Linked DNA regions of Gossypium hirsutum: region 2 is linked to region 1. Evidence: chromatin contacts called from public Hi-C data. All regions are on one chromosome and are shown on one strand. The core of a region is the stretch at or near the end of the contact, and the rest is flanking DNA. Distances in the headings are between cores, read along the strand shown. Region 1 holds the start of LOC107937451 (autophagy-related protein 8f). Region 2 holds the start of LOC107920890 (40S ribosomal protein S13).

The links. A called contact is a pair of places that touch in the nucleus more often than the background predicts.
Region 2: a Hi-C map of leaf shows a contact between it and region 1, with 2.6 times the contacts expected there. The contact joins the promoter of LOC107920890 here to the promoter of LOC107937451 in region 1. A contact is called at or near these places in 6 of 34 Hi-C or Micro-C datasets (callus and leaf).

The regions. Positions count from the first base shown.
Region 1 is chrD08:3,557,577-3,563,149 of Gossypium_hirsutum_v2.1, reverse strand. It overlaps LOC107937451 (autophagy-related protein 8f), which reads right to left and starts at 2,620. Exons shown (of 6, transcript XM_016870334.2): 1 at 2,447-2,620; 2 at 2,253-2,303; 3 at 2,102-2,157; 4 at 935-987; 5 at 727-845; 6 at 121-397. The coding sequence starts at 2,289. The coding sequence ends at 309.
Region 2 is chrD08:3,714,382-3,719,954 of Gossypium_hirsutum_v2.1, reverse strand. LOC107920890 (40S ribosomal protein S13) reads left to right here and starts at 2,129. Exons shown (of 5, transcript XM_016850710.2): 1 at 2,129-2,352; 2 at 2,467-2,539; 3 at 3,441-3,579; 4 at 3,663-3,849; 5 at 4,147-4,396. The coding sequence starts at 2,330. The coding sequence ends at 4,180.

The DNA of each region.
Region 1 (5,573 bases), core at 1,371-3,870:
TGGAGATTTCTGTATCTACTCCTTGGTAAGTTGAAATTTCAGATCTGATACTTTATTTTCTCCATTAGTGACTTTTTTTTTTTTGTTGCATGAAAACTGACAATGCCAAGTTCAGGAATATAACACACAAGAATTTTAAATTGCTCATTGGTCTCACATTTTAGTCTGCTGACAAGCTATATACAGAGAAACTATACATGTAAATACAGAAAGATCATACATACTATGCAATAATGCCACAATTATCAATTATTTAAAGCGCGGGACAACATTAACATGGAAATTAATTAAGGTCAATGCATGATGTACTAACCAAATGTATTTTCCCCACTGTATGTAACATACAGAAATCCATCTTCATCCTTCTTTTCATCATAGATGGTTGACATAATTGCTCCTGCAAATTTATATCAATTTGTAAAAAGAAAAAAAAATGACAGTGTAGCATTTAACATTGAATAGAAAAAAGAAGACGATGAAAAAATGTCCCAGAACTTTAAGTAAGCCCCTAAGCTTTTATTATACTAAAACTTTTATCCTTTGATTTGAGCCCTTAATATTTAAATAAAATATCGCCTTGAGTTAAAGGCTTGTTTTAGGTATACATCAAATGTTAATATCTTATTTGGGTAATAAATATGAGAGGGTTACTTAAATATAGTTATAAAACTTAAGAGTTCTTTTTACATTTTTTTAAGCCAAGAAAGAACTAGCATAGGAAAATACCAGTTGGAGGGAGGACATTGTCCACAAATAAGAAGATAGCCTTTTCAGCACTCAATTTGATTCTTTTTCGGATCACATAGACAAATTGACCCACTGTCAAGTCAGCTGGTACTAAGTATCTGTAAATTATATAATCAATGTCATCACCAGTGTCTAATAAATTAATAATATGGAGATGTTGAGCACTAGGCATGAAATTGTTGCTTACTTCTTCTTGTCAATGTTAGGGATGTCGTTTCCTTTCGTCTTCTCCACAATCACCTAATGAGCAAATATCAATATAAGAAAGATTGGGGTCAGAAAGCATAAGCTTTTCTTTTGCACCATGCAAGGAGATGGACCAAACATGCATAAACCAATTCAAGCAGCCTCCATTTAACCTTATATGCTTTTAATATAAAGATTAGTAATTTATTCCAGGATTAAGATATTGAGCGCTCTAAACTTTTAACTGCTCGAGTTTCATGCTTTTCTTGTTCCTCCTTAAAGGGCCTTTTTCTCCTCCTCAGCAGGGAGGCATAGAGTATCTGAAGGGAATTTAATCTTTATTGAGATTTTAAATTATTCAATGCCTCATAATTAGCTGTTCTAATTTAGCCATGCCCTAAATAGCAAAAGTTTTCCTTTTCACCAGCTTAAAACAGGCACAGGTTTTCCCGAAACAAAAAGTTGTTACATGATATCGTTCTATTCATTCAATCATGTCTAGAAAGTAACGACAATCCAACCAATACAAATATTCAACTATTGCTTGAAATCCTCAAGCCATTTCTCACGAACATACATTAAAAACAAAGCAAATTACTGATATTAACGCGACATGTATTACTATGCTGCAATCACAACACAATAAGTATCACACGATGTTAATAGATGCATGCCTTAACCATGGTCCAATAGCAAACAAAGGGACTGCAATCCTGTCTACACAGTAATGACAGTATTGCCAATTCATCTGTCAAATAATTGCTTAAAATCCTTGAGCCAGATCCCATGAACATACATCAAACAAAGCATATTACTGACATGACACAATAGGTATCATTACCGTTACGCTGCAAGCACAACATCGTAGGTAGCCTAGGTGCACACACGCCTTAACAACACAGTGGAATATTACACTACAAAGTCAAGGAAATGCAAGCCAGACTAGTCCAACCCCTAAAGTTGGTATATGGAAATTGTCATTTGATCTAAAATATGGAACATAAACTGATACCTAACAGAAATTCTCAACAAAATTTAAAAGTTAAAAACACATGGCACTACATAAACCAAGGACAAACAAGCGATAGAACAATCAAAATTGCTATTTTAACATCAGAAAAAAAAATTAAAAATAATAAAACAGATATAGTTAATGATTGATTCTTACTGGAATTCTATCTGGGTATTTTACCCTAATTCTTGCAGCCTCAGCGCGCCTTTTCTCTAAACATCAAGAAGCCATAAATTAACAAAGCCAACCAAAAAATAGCTAAATCAATAACAAAAACTAATACTAATACACAAATATCAGTAAATACCAAAGTCATGCTCGATCTTGAAGCTACTTTTAGCCATTGTGCTGAGTATCTCTGCACAATAAGCAAATACACAATTTCAACAAATAGACATGAAAAAGAAGAAAGAAAAAGATTTATTTTTTCAAAAAACCTAGATCTTAAATTCAAAATCGAGACAACAAAATTTTAAAATCTCAACATACGAACATACGAACCGTTATTCGATTTTGAAGAATCCAGATACAAAAAATAAAAAATAATAATAATCTTTTTTTTTCAAATTTTCTTTTCAGCTGAATGAAAACTAAAATCGATAAATCAAGAGACTTAGAAGTAAACAACAAGAACACGAAAACTAAGAGACTGAATTGAAGAGATCCAGACTTGCTAAGCTATTATTGTCTTTAAATATTAAAAATAAATATGAATAAATAAAAGTGAAAAGACGATAATAGGTTTGGGCCTTCTGGCTTCTCCTGCGGTTCCTTTTATGTGATTAGACTCGGGTCGGGCCATGTGAGTCGGGTCTTCAACAAGGACTTCAATGATTACGGTTGCAAATGATAAATTCGGAAAAATTTCAATCCTCCATGTTTATATTTTTTTTTGTCGATTTAGCTTTTATTTTTTTAACAAAATCGAACTCTTAACTTCTCAAAAATTAGTCAAATTTTTTTAACGGAAATGATGACTAAAATATTAAATTATAACATTAACCATACACATGACAGTTCATATGCATATCATGTTAACATAACATTATTTATCTTATATGCCGCGTCACAAATAATTTAAAAATTATAAAAATATAATATTAAAAATATAAAAAATTCAAAAAAACAACAACATAGAGTACACCTAAATTGTCATGTAAATTATCATGTTTAAAATTTTAACATTTTAATTAGTATTATCGAAAAAATCATTTTAATTCCTTTTTAAAAGTTTGATTGTTAAATTTAACTCTTTTTTAAAGGTTAGGATCAAATTTAACTAAAAAAACTAAATTGATAAAATATGAATTAATAACATTTTTTTCTTAAATTGAAAAAGCTAACCTTTAAATAAGTATTAATTTTGAACGGTTATTATTTTTTTTAAATTGGAATATTTAAATATTTGTATTTAATTTATTATAATCTATACTTAACTTATAACATCAAATTCAACCAAAGATGATTGCTTAACTTTACGAATTTGATATATATTTTTGAAAACGATATTTATATTAAAAAAATTATATATATAAACTAGTTTAATGGCACGGGTGAAAAAAAATATGTAAAAAAATAAATTTATAATAAATTTACTTTAAAATATTAATTGAATGGTTAAATTAAAAGTTTAAATTATATTATAGTATTATTTTATTAAAAATGAAAAGACAGAAAATGTCATTATATTAATATTTGTTATTTCATATTTAAGCATAATGATTTATTCAACCTTTCAATTTTATAAAAAAATCATTTTAGTCATCTATATAATTTTTCGTTTGTTTTAAACTTTGAACACACGGCGTTTTAACTGCAAGAACTTCTTCTGCAATTCATGCTTGTGTTTATTTTTAATCAAATCACCTCAAAATAGATGAAAATGTTGGCAAACATTAACTTTACTGACGTGAACATAAACATAGATAGCTATATGAATCCCACATAATTAATTAATTATTTTTTAATTTTTTTAAAAAACTTTATAAGATAGATTTTTTATTTTTTACAAAAGTTTTAAATAATTTTAATAATGTTCTATTTTTTTGGAATTTTTCATGATTTTTTAAAAATTTAATTAATTGCTAATGTGATATCCACATGGTAATCTACATATATGTTCACATTAGCAAAGTTTAATTTTTCTATTCATTTTAGGGTGATTTGACAAAAAAATACAAATTCAATAATTAAAAGAGATAAAAAAAATTATATGAATAGCTAAAAAAAAATTTTTATAAAACTAAATGACTAAATAAATCATTATGCCTAAAAATATATATTTTAATAATTTTCGATACAATAGTTTAATATATCTATAGATATATAGAAATAAAGATAGGGTTTGGTTGGGTATATTATTGCTTGCAAGAGTTAAAAGAGATGAGTGTTTCGTACGGAAATGGAAATGTAGAACGTAACAATAATAATAGATCAAGATTTAATGAATTTAAAATAAAAATATTAAGCACTCATTCACATTCGAACAGTAAACTATTAAAATAATCATTTTTGTTTACTTTAAGTTATATTTTAGTAACTTATATTTAAAATATTACATTTTAATCACTTACATTATAATGTTATAACATTTTAGTTACTAAGCCGTTAATGGTGTAACAGTAAACTATCGTGGCATGTTAAATTATTATTTCAAACAAAAATTTTATGTTAATTTATACAATCGGATCCCATATTTTTTCGTTTTGAGCAATTTAATTTTTTTTCTTTTATGTTCTTTTAACTTTCATATTTTTTTCTTTATTTTCTATTCTCTTTTGCTTCTCCCCTATTTTTCTCCTTTATTTATTTCTTTTAACGTAGTTTTTCTATGTTTTCCATTTGTTAAAACTAGTTCTTAAACTTTTGTTTTTTTAAAATATTTTAATTTTTTTTAAATGAGACGAGCTTGTGGACTCGTTTTAACGAATGGAAAACATAAAAAATTACGTTAAAAGAAATAAAGAATGGAAAATAAAGAAAAAAAAGTTAAAAGAACATAAAAGAAAAAAATAAATTGCTCAAAATAAAAAAATATAAGGATCAATTGTAGAATTTAACTTAAAATTTCCGTATGAAATAATTATTTAATGTGCCACATCAGCATATTGTTAGACCATTAACGGCTCAGTGACTAAAATGTTACAACACGAAAACATGACTAAAACGTAACATTTGAAACATAAGTGACTAAAATGTAACCTAAGTCAAACAAAAAAAACCATTTTAGTAGTTTACCCATTATTACCAAAAGAAAATAAAAACATGAAATGAATTATGACTATGCAGAGTGTTTGACGTTCAAACATCAAAACTCCGAATATTTTGAATAACTTTGTCGATCACCTACCAAAATAAAGAAACGTACCGTAATGGAAGTCAAAGACAAAGACGTATTACATATATTAAACTCAATTACTTTTTTCTTTTAGAGAAGGGGAATTTTAGAGATTAACTAAAACATTTCGTGGCTTAAATGTGGTTCATGAATAGTTTGAATTAAGTATTGGGAACTCTATTTCAATTTTTTACCCTTCATTGGGTTTTAAGAGCTAAACCAATAATTCAATAATGAAGCTTATCTTATCTAAGAATATTAAAAAATCACTTATTTTAAACTAAATTAAAA
Region 2 (5,573 bases), core at 880-3,379, 160 kb before region 1:
CATTTCAAGCATTTAAGAATATAATTCAAGTTACACGAACTTACCTCGATACTTGTTCGTAAACAAAAATCTACTAATCCCGAACTTTTTCTTTTCCTCGATCTAGCTTCGTATTTGAATTTTCTGGATCTAAATAAGTAAATTTAATCATTAATCTAATACATTTCATGTTCATATGTAACATTCTCTATAATTCCATTATTATTTTTAGTGCATTCAAAGCTGTCTCATTGAGTCATAGTCACTAAATTATTTATATCTTGAGCTACGGAACTCCAAATTAAGATCCGATAATTTTCCCCGAAACTAGGCTCACATATCTTCTTACCATAAAATTTTCAGAATTTTTGGTTTAGCCAATAAGTACAGTTTATTCTTTAAAGTTCCCCTGTTTCACTGTTTGACAGTTCCGACCCCTCTTCACTAAAAATTAATTATATCATTATACATAATTCGAATGATGTTCTCGTTTATTTCTTTTGAAAATATACTCATTAAGGATTTTAAAAATATAAATTTAAGCCCCTAATTAATTTTTCTTCAATTTTTGATGATTTTTCAAAGTCAAAACAGGGGAACCCAAATTCATTCTGATCTTGTCTCACAAAACCTATTATATCTCATGATTTAAAATTTCATTGCTTACACCGTTTATTTTTTAAGAAACTAGAATTAATAATATTTAATTTCATATTTTATTCATCCTCTAATTCGATCTCTAAAATTTTTGGTGATTTCTTAAAGTTAGACTACTGCTGCTGTCCAAAACTATTTTGGTGCATGATGTTAATTACCATTTTTCTCCTAAGCTTTCAATAAATGATAATTTCATCCCTGCTCAATTAACCTCTCAATTGAGCTTATTTTTCTCAATTAACACTTTATTCTATCACTTTAAACTACTTTATAACCTTTGGAATAAGAATTTTAGCACTAGACTTTAATTCCAAACTTTTTCACTATTAGGTCTTACAAATCAATTTCTATTGAAATTACCTAATAAAATCATATCATAAACAAATTAAAGCTTCAATTTCATGCTATTTCATCATAAAATTCTAGCACATATTCATGGAAACTTTCAATTTCATTCATAAAATAAAAAACTAATGAATTTAGTAATAGGACCTAGTTGTAAAAGTCTTAGAAACACAAAAATTACAAGAAAAAGGCAAGGATTAACTCACTTGGTGCAAAAATTATGAAGTACCAGCTTGAATAAACCCCTAGGATGTTTTTTTACTGATGATAATGAAGAAAATATGAAGAGAATTCTAGATATTCCAATTTGGTCCTATTTTTATGTTAGTAAAATTTGTTATTTTCCCATTTTACCTTTATTTCACCAATTCTCCTGATTTTTCTCAGCTTGTGCCTCCCAAAATATCTCCTTTTGGGCTTATTTGTAATTTATGTCCCTTCTCATTTAACAATTGAGCTATTTAATCCTTCTAGTAACTTTTACACTTTTTTCAATTTAGTCCTTTTTACTTAATTGACTACCCAAACATTAAAATTTTCTACCGAAATTTTAATACCATATTACTAACATTTCATAAATATTTATAAAAATATTTTTGACTTGTTTTTACGAGATCGAGGTCTCGATACCTTGTTTTTACCCAATTTCTTCAATAATTTCTTTTTCTAACTAACCACTAAATCAGTAAAATTCTTCTATCTATATTTTCATATGATTTTCCTATCATATCAATATTCATGCAAAAATATTAAAATAAATTTATCTTTAAATCAGATTTGTGGCTACGAAACTACTGTTCCAATAACCTTGAATTCAGGCTATTACAATAAGTATCAGCCGATTGAGTTTTAGCTTGATTAGTATGGACATTGTTGTCAATGTAGGAGGACGTGGATTCGAGCGCGCTGAAGCACATTATCCTTCTATTTATGGGTTGGGGATGGGCTATGAGTAATTCTAGGTATCATGTAAAAAAAGAGCAGATATGATCAGAACCTATATTGAGATTATTAAAAAAAAGTACAGGTACCATATTCAAATATACCCTATAATTTAGGGGCTATTAATGTTATTATTCCGTTATTTTCAAACCAAACGTTTCTTAACCGCATTTAAATTCGGCCTTCTCAAATTCACTGGCAAGGCCTGATCCAATATATACAATAAACAATACTAGAAAACTAGACCACCAAAGGGGAAAAAAGGGCCCAATAAATCACTAGCAAAGGACCAGAGGAGAATAAGAACCCTAGCCCCCATCCTTAATTTTGATCCTAGGGTTTCTTTGCTCATTGCAAATTACACTATCAGAAGCAATCAATCAGCCGAGCTCGAAACTCTGTCACCATGGGTCGTATGCACAGCCGAGGGTTTGTATTTTCCTCTCACACTTGATTTCATTATCCTCTGAAAACAAACCTATGATTACGTTGGTCGAATCTCTTCTATCTGCTTTGTCACTGATTTGAGTTTTTCTTTTGCAGTAAGGGTATTTCAGCATCCGCTTTGCCTTACAAGAGAACTCCTCCTAGTTGGTTGAAGATCTCTTCCCAAGATGTGAGTCACTTTGGTTTTTATCGTGCCTTTAATTTTATATACGATTTTTAAAACCTATTTGGTTTAGATTAGTGGTTGAAACGTACCTTATTATTTTTTGATTAATGGATATTTCATTGATTAAGTATTGGTCATGATCGAGAATATCGTAAGATGTGATGCAATTCCTCGATGGTTACTATTTAAGTTTGATAGTGCATTTAGTCCTTTTGTTACTCGGATTTAGCTGTGATATTAGATACGGATGTGGGTTTGAAATGGCTATATTCAAAATCTATGGCCGAAGCTATGTTGGGCATTGGTATTATTAGACGCAGAACTTCAAGGAAAGTGAAGAATTAGAGTAAGGTGGCTTTTAGTTGTTTTTTTGATTTTTTTGATTTTCATATTTCTCAAATGTGGAGTCATAATGGTCTTTGGACCTTATTTGTTGGTAGTTTCAGGCCTTACCGCTCGTTCATTTTGTGAATAAACCTCAAGTTGTCTTGACTTTCGATCATAAATTTTACCACTGAAGTGATGGGAGGTTTTTGTAGTAACTAATTGATATTTCCTCAGGCTCAGACTATTGCTTGTAGTTTTCCATTTAACATTCTAAATGCTCTCTTTCCCGGGTTTTACATTATGTTAATTCGATTCTTTATTTTCCTTGAAGTACTCTTGTTCAACACCTATTTGGCCATGAATGTGAAGGTATGATCCTCCAAATATATGGAAAATTTTAAAAAAAGTAAGCATATCACATACCCATATCGACACTTACTCTCAAATCCGAGTAACATAGGTTTTACATTGATGCGATGTGGAGTTGAAAAAAGTACCCTACTTTAGTTTATTCTGTCCATATGAAAAGTTTACTATTTTTTTGACAATATTCATTGATCTTGATTTGATCTTTTAGGTTGAGGAGAACATTTACAAGTTTGCAAAGAAGGGTTTGACTCCATCTCAAATTGGTGTCATTCTCCGTGATTCTCATGGCATTGCTCAGGTGAAGAGTGTTACTGGCAGCAAGATTTTGCGAATATTGAAAGCCCATGGTACACGTCATTGACATTTTTTGCTGTTGCATTTCCCTTATAAGTGATGATAAACAGTTGACTTATCAATTTGGTTTTGTCAGGTCTTGCTCCAGAAATCCCCGAGGATCTGTACCACCTGATTAAGAAAGCGGTAGCCATCAGAAAGCACCTTGAGCGGAACAGGAAAGACAAGGATTCCAAGTTTAGGTTAATCTTGGTTGAGAGCAGAATTCACCGTCTTGCCCGTTATTACAAGAAGACAAAGAAGCTACCACCAGTGTGGAAATAGTGAGTACTTTTATCTCTGCTTCCATCGATGTTCTTAACGTGTTTTAGGTTAGGATGCACGTGTCTTACCTGTGTATGCCCTTTTCTAAATATATTTCATATTTGGCGGATTGTACCTTGGTACCTATTTACAAATATGTGTAGGACACATACGCGGTTAAATAGTAATTTAACTAATGGTCTGAGGTATGGTCTTTTAGAAAATTTTGTTGACCTCGACACTGGTTATTTGAGTATTCTCTGGTCTCAAGATTTGGGGTTTAACTTGCAAATCTGAACATATTTTTCTTCATGCAGTGAATCTACCACTGCCAGCACTCTTGTGGCTTAGAGGTGGCACAGTTTGAACCATCTTCCAAGCGCTGCAGTTGACATTCTCCTGGATGCAGGGCTAAACTTTTGGTATTTATGCTTTTAAAATTTAAAGAACTAGTTCATTTGTGGCTTGAAAATGAGATACTTGGGAGGCAAAATATTATGTTTAGTGTCAGAATTATGTTTAGTTTTTTCCCTTCAAGTTGAAATGTTTTATTTTTGGTGTTTTTAATCTTGTCGTTTATTTGCTTTTAAGATCTAGGGGCGTACCAAGCTTAGCTGAACTCAAGCTGTGAAAGGCTTGAGTTGACTCGAAATTCGAAATTTGAAATTTGGGTTGAAGTCAATCTAGTTTCACTTTTTAACTAGAGAGTAAAAATCGAGTTGCATGAGTTTGTTTATCTAGTGAAAGATGAGTTTTGATTACTCCTCCCATCTTCATCTTCAACTTCAAGTTTGAGTTCAAATTAAAAATTAGAAAAAGTGAAGAGATCAATGCATTTTATTCACTATTATTTTCAAGCATTAGGATAATTAAATTTGACTTTGTAATAAAATTCGACAATGGTTGAGACCTTTTAGGCACTATGTGGTTTCAAGAATCTAAGTTGTTTTTATTTGTTTTCAGAAAATGAAAAACACGAGGACATGATATCATATATGTTTTCATCTTATCAATGTAACATGAAACTAAGGGAGGTACAGCAACTCATCCTAAATGAAACCTCTTAAGAATTGGGTTGGGTTGGGTCGAGGTATGGTTTCAAAATATTTGGCTTGCCCAAGAGGCCTGTTTTATTATTAAAAATTAATTAAATATTAAATATATATTTTAAGTTGTTTTATATATTTTATGATTAAATTTTAATTTTAAAATATTTTTTATTATTTAAATTGAATTTGTGTTGGGTTGCCTTGCCTTGGCTTGGAGTGCAAGCTTGACCTAAGTTGAGTTGGGCCCGTTGGGTTGGGTGGATGGATTACTTGGTCCTTGGATAGGTTTAGTTGCAATTCAGTCCAACTCTTGGATTTTTTATATTGGTTTTAGGTCAAGGCCAGTATTTTTTAAACTGAATTGGTGATCAAATTGGTCAAGTCATTAATTTATTGATTTAATCGGATTGATTAAAAAGATATTTAAAATTTAAAGAATTAAAAAATTTGGTTTAAACGTTAGGTCAATTAATTTAAAATCCCTTTCTCAAATTGATATTTTCATGGATTTCAATTTGAGTAGGGTAAGATTTGTCTTCATGATTCAGGATGGGACTACTCCAAGATAAATACAAAAACAATGCTATATATTATAATAGCACTGTAATCCTGTATATTATTAGAGCACGTGAGGACTTTAAAATCAGCACATATATATTCCCTTCAAATTTAATAATAAAATGCGCAAATAGAAT